Linked DNA regions of Gossypium arboreum: region 1 is linked to region 2. Evidence: chromatin contacts called from public Hi-C data. All regions are on one chromosome and are shown on one strand. The core of a region is the stretch at or near the end of the contact, and the rest is flanking DNA. Distances in the headings are between cores, read along the strand shown. Region 1 has its middle 13 kb from the start of LOC108482643. Region 2 holds the start of LOC108480867.

Region 1 (5,027 bases), core at 1,355-3,854, 360 kb before region 2:
TAATTTTGCTAACAATACATCCTGTTTGAAGTGTTTTTGACCCTATTTTTTCAGAAACTACTGTAGAAAAAGAGTATCCAGTTGGGAGCATCTTTCAGTACTTTTGCTGACAGTGTATCCTGCTTAAAGCATTTTTGACACTATTTTTTCAGAACCATCTTTTTCAAAATTATTTTTTCAGAAACTATTGTAGAAAAATAGCGTTTAGATGAGGGCTTTTTTTAGTACTTTTACTGACAGTGCATCCCACTTGAAGTTTTTTTACCCTATTATTGTAGAAACTACTGTAAAAAAAATAAAAAAGAACATTTAGATGGGAGCATTTTTTAGTATTTTTGCTGACAGTGCATCTTGCTTGAAGCATTTTTTACATTATTTTTTTTCATAACCATCTTCTCAAAATTATTTTTTCAAAAACTACTGTAGAAAAAGAACGTTCAGATGGGAGCTTTTTTCAGTACTTTTGTTGAAAGTGCATACTTTTTGAAGCATTTTTTACCCAATATTTTTAGAACTATCTTTTCAAAATTATTTTTTTAGAAACTACTATAGAAAAAGAGCGTCTAGGTGGGAGTTTTTTTCAATACTTTTGCTGACAGTGCATCCTGCTTGAAACATTTTTTACCCTATTTTTTCATAATCATCTTCTCAAAATTATTTTTTTAGAAACTACTGTAGAAAAAAAGTCCAACTAGGAGTTTTTTCAGTACTTTTTCTGACTAAACAAAAAAAAAAACAAAATCCATCTCCTCAAAATAATTTTTTCAGAACTTATCCTTAAAACTATTACAAAAACTTTAAAACCCCTAAACAAAAGTTCACTTTTAAAAATCTTTAAACCTTAATTTATTTTTTAAAAATAATAAACCGTTATTAAATTTATTTTTTAAAATCCATAAACACTAATTTATTTTAACAAAAACCATAACCCTAAACCCTAAATATCTAAGCCTTAAGCCCTAAACATGTAAATAACCCACCCTAGAAAAAACATAGGCTAAAGTGAGTCCCTCGGGGAGCGTTTTTGCCATGTCAGTAATTGCGTCCACGTTAGCGCATTTTATGCTGACATGGCAAAAACGCTCCCTCAGAGATGCGCTTTTTTGAAATTTCCCCTTAAAACGTGCCTACGTGGACACGTTTTTGGTTTTTTGGCCCATTCCGGTAAATAAAGTTTAAAGTGGCCCATTTCCGTAAATAATGTAGGAAATGAGCCTTTTTTAGTAAAATAGTCAAAAGTTAATGTAATAATTTTAAATATATATATATATATATTATTTTTACTTGATATTCTTTTGATACATATTAATTATACACTATTTAAAAATTATTATAGTTAATTTATTGACTATTAAAAATAAAAATTTTAAATAGTGAAGAGTTTATATTATAAGATATCGATTTTTATTGTTTGTACAAATGCCTTGATAATAAGAATTTTTATTAGTACAATATTTGAATTATTAAAATACTTGATATATTTTAATAGTACTTATTAATTATTATTTTAAACAATGATTACATAAAATAAAATTATATTATATGATGAAAATAGTACAAATATTTTTAAAAGACATTACACCATTAGTTTTTTAAAAGAAAAAAATGCTTTGAAATGTCTGTAAGTTGCGATGGTGGTGATGAACCCAGATCATCTGAGGATCGTATCACTAAGAAAGTTAGGTTTAAGGAAGAGAACGGTGAATAGGTTGTTGATATGATTGTGGATCTCGAGCCAACGTCGACTTTAACTTGGAAGGATAAGCTTCTAGGGGAAGGATCAGGTGGTTCGAGTATGAGGGAAGAGTCATTAAGGTTGGAACAAATGAAGAGTTTGTGTTACTCGAAGGTGACATGGTTAAATCCATTGTTAACAGGAGCTTAACAATCAATTTCTCATATCATATTAAGAAGATCCTCTTTAAAGAAATGGAGAAGACGGTAGTGTTAAAATTGCTAGGTCGAAGCATTAGTTATGTAGCCTTTCATAATAGAATTAGTAGTCTTTGGAGACCATCAAAACCCTTTAGTCTTATGGATATAGAGAATGTATACTTTTTGGCTAAGTTTCAGATTACCATTGATTATGACATAGTTCTATCTCAGGGACCATGGATTATTTACGGTCAGTATCTGACCGTCCAAACTTGGACCAAGGACTTTAGCCCGATGCAGCCATATCCTTTGGTGGTAATGGCTTGGATTAGACTATCAGGGCTTCCAGGATACATGTACAAAAGAGCAATTCTGGAGGCAGCCGGTGGCATGATCAATAAAGTAGCAAAACTAGATTTCCAAACTGACAAGAAGGTCAAAGAACGTTTTGTTAGGATGGCTATATACATCAACCTTGAAAGGCCACTTGTCTCACGAGTTTTAGTGAAAGGAGAAATCCAAAAAGTAGAGTTTGAATCATTACCCACTATCTTCTTTTCATGCAGTAAGAATGGACACATTAAAGAAATGTGTCCATCGGTGGTGGTGAATCTTAACCGGGGAAAAGAAGATGAGCAAACGGCGACCGTTTCAAGTAAGACTGAAACCCAGATCGGAAGAGAGTCAAGAGCGGATTTTGGGCCTTAGATGTTGGTAGAATGAAAATCTTGATGTAATCAAAGAGATTTTCGGGTTAACTAGGACGGGATTTTAGGCAATACAAGGTTGGGTTCAAGATTTGCGGCTTTAAACTGGGAAGAAGATATTGAAGAGACTGAAGCAGGGTCTGTTGAGAATTTTCAAGGCAAAGGTTTAGCTTCGGGCTTGGAAAATAAAATTGGGCCTGTCACTAAGGTTGGGGTGTCTACTGGAATGGAAACTGGATTGGGCTGCTCACAAGGTGGGCCATCAAGCAAGGTTATTGGGAAGCGACCCATGCAAGAATTTGGACCAGACCATGGAGGTTCAACGCATAAATGTATGGATTTTTTAAACCCAAATTTTCCTAATTTTATTTCTGTTGTAGGAGTTCGGCACGCGTCAATTTCGAGTAAGGATTTTGTTTCAGGTTTTGGCACAAACAACTTAAATTCATTGAAAGGAGATTTGATAAAAGGTTCTCGTATTAATTCAAAATGTCCCTCTAATCAGACTACAACCATTACACATTATTATAATCTCACACTTAAAGAAAATAGTGGAAAGATGGTCACTTTAAATGGCATGATTCTAGATCCAACGAAACACTAAGCTGTCACATTCAAAGAAAATTTTGATCCCAATAAAGATGATGTTTCAATTGCAACTATTAAAGCTTATAGTGGAAGTGGTAAAGTTGGTCCTAAAAATAAAATAATCAAAGACGGATGAGTTCGTATCAATCGAAAACTCAACCGAACTATTAGATATAGAGGGGATCTGTCGAAACCATTTTTTATTTTTGAAAAACATGAGTCGACTTTAAAAATGAAAATGGAGTCGCCACCAATCCTTTTGTTTAAGTGTGATTGGATCACCTTATAAAACACTTTGTTTTATTTAAAATATTGATTTTGATCTACGAAATTATAGAAAACAAGTTCGGGAGTCGGTTACGTACAAGGAAGGATTATCACCCTCGCAACGCCCAAATTTAGTACCAATTGATTAATTAATGTCCTAACGTTGAAAATTTGAAAAAAAATGTTAAAATATGATCCCTTTAAAAATGTGCGAACAACTCGAGTTGAATTTTAAGATTCTTTTGTTCCGAAAGAACAAAATATCACATCCAATACGTTAGGATGCGACATTTTAAACCCTCAAAACTAAGATCATCTCAGGGTTTACAAAACTCATACCTAAAAAAAAGGATATTCAGTTATTTGGTCAAACGGAAAATCGACACCCAGCACGTTAGGGCACTATTTCCATAATTTCCAAACACAATATTGCCTTGTTTTTTAATCTAAGAAAGCATAGACGAAATTTTAAAAGGATACTTGGTTATTTGGTCAAACGAAAAATCGAAACCCAGCTCGTTAGGGCACGATTTCTCGAATTTCCAAACACGAAATATTGCCTTGTTTTGAGAAATTTTCGAATAAGTGATTATAAAACCAGTTCAAAATATATTCGTTTAGTTTACTTAAGGATAAAAGGCAATCGATATTGGGCGAAAATTGGAATTTAAAACCTGATGTAATATAAAGAAACATACAAGCATAGTATCGAGCATGAAATAAAAATACCTGGCAATAATATTACATGAATGGTAAAAATAAATAAAAACCACAAAGGAACAAATTAGGGTACATGCAATGGCAACCCATCATATACTATACAAATACTAATATTAATAACCAAAGGCTAATGAATTAAAAGCCAATTTAAAAGAAATTCCAAGCAAATTATACAAATGAAATATAACAAGTTTAAAATAAAATAAAATGAATAATATGAAAGAAAGAAAATTTGAAAACATCTCTATACAAACAGTAAAAAATTTTAAAACAAATAATAGATATAAAAGTTTAAAATATGTAAAAGGTAAAAATAAATAATATATTAAATAGTAATATACAAATGAATTTTAAAATAAATATTATAAGGTAAGTAATATACAAAATAATACATATGTCAATCTACATAAATAATTTACGTAAAATAAAAACTTAATATAAATAATTGATACATGAAAATACAAATGTATAAAAGTATTTGAAATAAACAAAAATATATGATAAAATAGGATCTTTATAGGAAATAAATTATATATAAATAGATTTTTAAAGAAAATATATACATAAAATAATATAACATCAATAATATATACATAGAATAAGAAAATAATTTTAAGCTAAATTATGTGTAAATATATAAAATGTATAAGAATATTTAAATTAAATATCACATAAATCTTTAAAACATAGAAATATATAAAAAGAATCTAAACTAAGTAAAATTGAAAAATAATATAAAAATATACAAAAGTAAGTAACATAAACACTAAAACAATGCGAGATCAAACGAAAAATAAAAATGTTAAAACAAATTCTTTTAACGATAAATAATGAATAAATTATAAAGAATAAAACACATAAACTAAAATT
Region 2 (5,595 bases), core at 2,372-4,871:
AAGGAAAAGAGAAGGTTGATGAAGAGTAATCTGAGAATTACGGTTTGTATTTCTATAAACCGAACTTAACATTTAAATTGTTGTTTTTATTATTTGATGTGTATGGAAAGATATTAAGGTAAGTATTAGTGTTTTGATATTGAATTGAATGTATGTGAATTTGTGATTATTGTGAAATGGATATTGAAATAATTAATTATTTTGAATTGAGAAATGAATTGAATACCCTATTAACTGTATCGGGCTGAGTCGGATATAGTTGGCATGCCATAGGATTGGAAGTGTTTAGGGATACTTTGACCTTGAGTCGATGAGGCACTATAAGTGTCGTACTGTTACTTCGACTTTGAGTCAATGAGGCACCTTGTTTGTCGTACTGTTACTGTTACTTCAGTTTTCCAATGAGGTACTAAGTACCGTACTACTACTGTTTACTTCAGCATAGCCGATGAGACACTAAGTGCCGTACTGGTGTATTGGTTGGATCCGTGTATCCGTCTAAGTCCGAGTTATGTTAATAGGGGTAAACTATTGCATTGAATGATTGAATGACTGTATTACTAGACTGAATAATTGATTGTTATTGATTGTTTGATACTGAATAACTGATTGTTATTGAATAACAATAATCAAATAATTGTTATTGAAAAATAATGATTGATACTGAGTTTGAATTAAAATAGAGGATTAGATTGAAAGTTGAATATTTAAATAGTTAATGAATTTGAGTAGTGTTATATATGCATTTTATAATTAAGTGTTGGTTTATAGAAATACCACTGAGTTTATACTCAGCGTACGGTTTATTTCCGTGTGCAGGTTAGGTACTAAAGTGATTAATGACTCAGCATCTAAGCCAATCCCGAACTCAAATACGTGGTGATGTACTTTTCTATTTTGAAAATGGCATGTACCTAGGTTGTAATTTGTTGTTATTTTGATAACATAAATATTAATGATAAATGATGGTAATGGTTTTTCCATACAATTACATATGTCTTAAACATAGTCTATATCATAATTTTGGACAATTTTGTTAAATGATAAACTAAATGAATCAATTAGACGTTTAAAAAAAAAGAAGAGTTCCCGAATAAGTCCCGATTCGATTCTAACGTGTGAATTGGACTTCGAAGGTCCATTATAGGGACTTTATAATTAAATCAAGTTATGTATGTCATTTATTTTGAATTAATTATAAATTGTCTAATAGGTCCGGTAATGCTCTGTAACCCTGTTCCGGCGACAGTTTGGGGTTAGAAAGTGTTACATCAAAAACCCTAAATACTGTACCTCCAGCACATATATGTGGACCTTTGTACTTTTTTATCTCCCACAACCTTATCCTTTTCCTTAACAAGGCGTAGATTTTCCATGAACATGTATCGTCTTGCACTGCACATTTCACCTCAAACTTATCGGATTTGGATTTAACCATGTGGTAATTAACCCCGTTCATGATGCTATGTTGTTTCAATGCACCAATAAAACTATCCTTATTGGAAAACTCATTACCAACTTCCAATTCACCTGAATCTAATAACGAACTTGTATGATCACGCGTTCTGTGTGGTAGATCTAGAAACTCCAACGCATCATCTGCAGATAGATAGACATTATGCATGTGGGCTAGAGGCGAGTATTCCCTGAATCGTACATCTTCTTCTTCATTTGAACCCCCTTTAACATCTTTAGGTTCGGTTGGAATAGGCTCCGGTTCAGAACATAATACAACTTCTGCATCATTAGGGTCGGACTCTCGAGGTGAATCCACATCAAACTCATTATCTAACCCACCATCATCTGCAACATACGAGGTCCCTTCACCGGTGGACATCGTAGAGAGTACATCATCCCTTCTTCTGGGCGTTTTATAACGTCCCTAATTAGATGTAGATTGTCAACCACTAGAAGTTGATGTCATTCCCTAGTACGTATTTCTAGCATCAAACATTGACCCACCGAGGTGCATATCGCAACCACTAACGGAGTGTCAAGCAGGGGTTGTGTATTCCATACTGCTACCAAACACGGGCGTTTTAGTGTTTTGCATCCCACTAACGGAGTGTCGGGCAGGGGTCGTGTATTCCTCTCGAACAGTAGATGTTGAAGTCGCAAATTCATCATTTGGCGATGAAAATTGTACATATAACTCAATATAGGGTGATCCACTAGCGAGATGAGTCTGCACCATTGCCTCCAAGCTACGAGCACCTTTAATGTCGAACAAGTCATATTGCACGGATCAACAGAAGCACAAAATTGATACCTAATAGACAAAGCTTTCATTGGCGTTATTCCAAAGATTTGACGCCTAATTCTTTTACGAAGTTCTGTCAAATCTATGTTCTGATTAAAAACCAGTCGCACTGTATTTTTCGATAAAAAAATAATGCCGTTCTTGGTGTGACGGACCTTACCATCATAGTAAATAACAGCACTAATACGTTCACTCATCTTCAATTTCTATTCTGCTTAGCGTCTCTAATTTTTCTTGCTGTAACTTATGCAACCTGAGAATAAAATTTGGCTCATTTATAGCCTCAGGCCAAATAGGAACTACTGTAGAAAAAGAGCATCCACGTGAGAGCTTTTTCAGTACTTTTGCTGACAGTGCATCCTACTTGAAGCATTTTTGACACTATTTGTTCAGAAACATATTCTCAAAATTATTTTTTTAGAAACTACTGTAGAAAAAGAGCGTCCACATGAGAGCTTTTTTCAGTACTTTTGCTGACAGTTCATCTGCTTAAAGCATTTTTGACACTATTTGTTTAGAAATATCTTCTCAAAATTATTTTTTCAGAAACTACTGTAGAAAAAGAGCATCCCCGTGGGAGCTTTTTTCAATACTTTTGCTGACAGTGCATCTTACTTGAAGCGTTTTTGACACTATTTATTCAGAAACATCTTCTTAAGATTATTTTTTCAAAAACTATTATAGAAAAAAAACATCCAAGTGGGAGCTTTTTTCAGTACTTTTGCTGATAGTGCATCCAGCTTGAAGCATTTTTGACACTATTTGTTCAGAAATATCTTCTCAAAATCATTTTTTCAGATACGTCTTCTCTAATTTATTTTTTAGATACGTCTTCTCTAATTTATTTTTTCAGAAACTACTGTAAAAATTTTTTTATTCCTAATATATTTTTTCCATAACCCTAAACACAAAATCATTTAAAAAATTAATCCATAATTTAATTAATTAACCCTAAACCCTAATCTAATTTATTTTTTATTAAAAATTCTAAACCTTAAAACCTTAATCCTAACCCTAAATGCAAAAAAAAATCCTAACCCTAAAAAAAGGACAAAATGCATCCTTAGAGAGCATTTTGCCACGTCAGCACAAAACGCACCCTTGAGGGACGCTCCCTAAGGGACGCGTTTTGTTGACATGTCACCTGACATCGCACTAACGTGAACGCGCTTTGGGGGAATTCGGCCATTTCCAGTAAATAATTAAAAAGTTGACCCATTTCCATAAATATTAAAAAAAAAACTTTTTTTTGTAAATTGCCCCCAAGTTTACTTTCTTTGGGATATCTCTGGACAAAAAAGTAAATCTGTTTTTCAATTTGAAAAAGAAGAAGGGAAATGTGTAGTAAAAATCCCAGGACAAAAATATCAAAGAAATCTTAAGCCGGGGTTTCTACAGGAGTAAACTCAATTGTTGTGTCCACGGTCTGATCCGGGGTGGCCCAATGTAGAAGAAGCCTTCGTTTTTAAGCCCTGAATTAGCCTTAGAAGTAAAACCCGGACACAACTGGCGGAGTAAAAAAATGGTATCGATAATCGTATCTTCTTCAGCTTTACCAACGCGGTCCCTCAACTCATTCCCGACTCACTCTGAACGCTCCAACAAACTCACCTCACTGTCATGGACCTCTTCGTTTCCCAGTATCAACATATCCATTAACTCATTCACGCTCCCTCCTGCTCCCTCTCTTAACAAGGTATTCCTTTTTCTTTTTTTTTTTGTTTAAACATTATTGTGTTTTGGTTCCTGGGAAAGGAAATTTGATGAAGTAACGGGTCTTTTATGTTTGATTATGCTGTTATAAGTGTCCTAGGCATGTGAAAAAAAATGGGTTAGTAATTGTTTACTTGATGGCAATTGTAAGCTGGGTTTTGGGTTGCCTTTCATGTTGTAGCTGAATAAGCATGCTTGATTAATGACCAATATTTGTTTTTTCATTAACTTATTTTCATAGATTATATATGTTCTTTCCATAGAGGGATCAGTGTTAGGGGAAGCATTTTAGGTTATAATTGGAGTCAAAACTCTCTATTCTGCAACTGAGTAAATCAGAGCGTTTAGCAGTTGAATATGGTGATATTAGGTGTTCGAGAGTCTGAAAAATGTGCTGACCTGGTAAATATGAAATTCGATTTCTCGAAAATTCTATAACAAAATGTTTTCTCAAAACTTGCCTTTTTTGGTTTAGTAATTCCAGTTTGCCTGCTGGTTTGTTCCACGAGGTGATGTTTGTAAGACAATATTTTATAAGCTTGTCCTTTGTGGCGGAGCCCTTTTGTTGATATACTCTTCTAATTGAACTCAAAGATGTCTTATGAAGTTGATAAGAGTTTACTGGTTTGGAAGGGATAATCTCTTTTCTGTATGAAAGTAGAGATATATACTATGCCAAATAAAGTTTCATAATTTAGAAATCGGATCATTATTGTTTGTATCGAATATGCCTAGACCTAGAAGATTTTAAACAGCCTTTTTGCGCTGTGGAGATTTATCTCGAGGAAAATGATGTGAAGTACACCCTGTTTCCGATGAAAAGATTATAAAATCTTACTTCCATTCTCTGGTGTTAAAGAATATCATGGTGCTCCTGTTTTGATGGTTGAGAAGATATAACATCTTGTCTTGAGGTTTGATTCGTTACTTACCGGCTTGTTCACAGGGGCAGATAACATCATTGCTGAATTTTACTAGCAAGCTCCAAAATAAAATGTTTTTGAGCTTAGATTTTGTTTAAATTTAGAGAATAAAAATCTCCTCTCATCATTGTTCTTATGTTCCATGGGGTTGGGTTTTATTATAGTATGATCAATGATAAAATATGGGTAGAAGTACCATGGAGGCCCTTATACTAGGAGGGAAATTGTATATTGCCCTTCTACTTAAAAAAATGGGCAAATTAGTCATATAGATTAGATCAGTGAGCAAACTAGTCTTTCTATTAACAATTTCATCAGTTTTTACTGTTAAAAACTGATCCTTATACGTCAGCATAAGGTATACGTGGGCACGCCAACTGTCTAGTTATTTGGTTAGCCACACTAGTTTTGAAGAGTAAAAATTGATGAATTTTAACATAAAGGACCAATTTGCTCTTTGATCTAACATATAGAGACTAATTAAAGGGGGCTAAATGCAATCTGACTCTTAATGCAGGGGCCTTTATGGTACTTTCACCTCAAAATATGTGAACTTGTGAACTCGTATGCACAATTTGTCCTTTTTAGTAAAGCATAATACATCTGGCTGATAATTTTAGTCACTCTTTTTAATCCAAATGTAACTTCGTACAGTTTAACACTTTAGGATCTGAAATTGTTCGGATTTTGGCTTTTATG

What was found. Hi-C and Micro-C count contacts between places; a contact is called where the count stands out from the background.
Region 1: a Hi-C map of leaf shows a contact between it and region 2, with 3 times the contacts expected there. The contact joins the enhancer-like site here to the promoter of LOC108480867 in region 2. A contact is called at or near these places in 2 of 5 Hi-C or Micro-C datasets (both in leaf).

Annotation. Positions count from the first base shown.
Region 1 is chr3:45,249,783-45,254,809 of ASM2569848v2, reverse strand. No RefSeq gene overlaps it. Among protein-coding and RNA genes, the nearest start is that of LOC108482643, 13 kb to the left of the region's middle. Within about 2 kb of position 2,604, at least 2 of the 2 cell types and tissues checked have an H3K27ac peak or open chromatin away from gene starts, as enhancers often do. A contact at or near this core is called in leaf, where this site is marked.
Region 2 is chr3:44,886,998-44,892,592 of ASM2569848v2, reverse strand. It overlaps LOC108480867, which reads left to right and starts at 3,621. Exons shown (of 2, transcript XM_017783993.2): 1 at 3,621-3,956. The coding sequence starts at 3,783.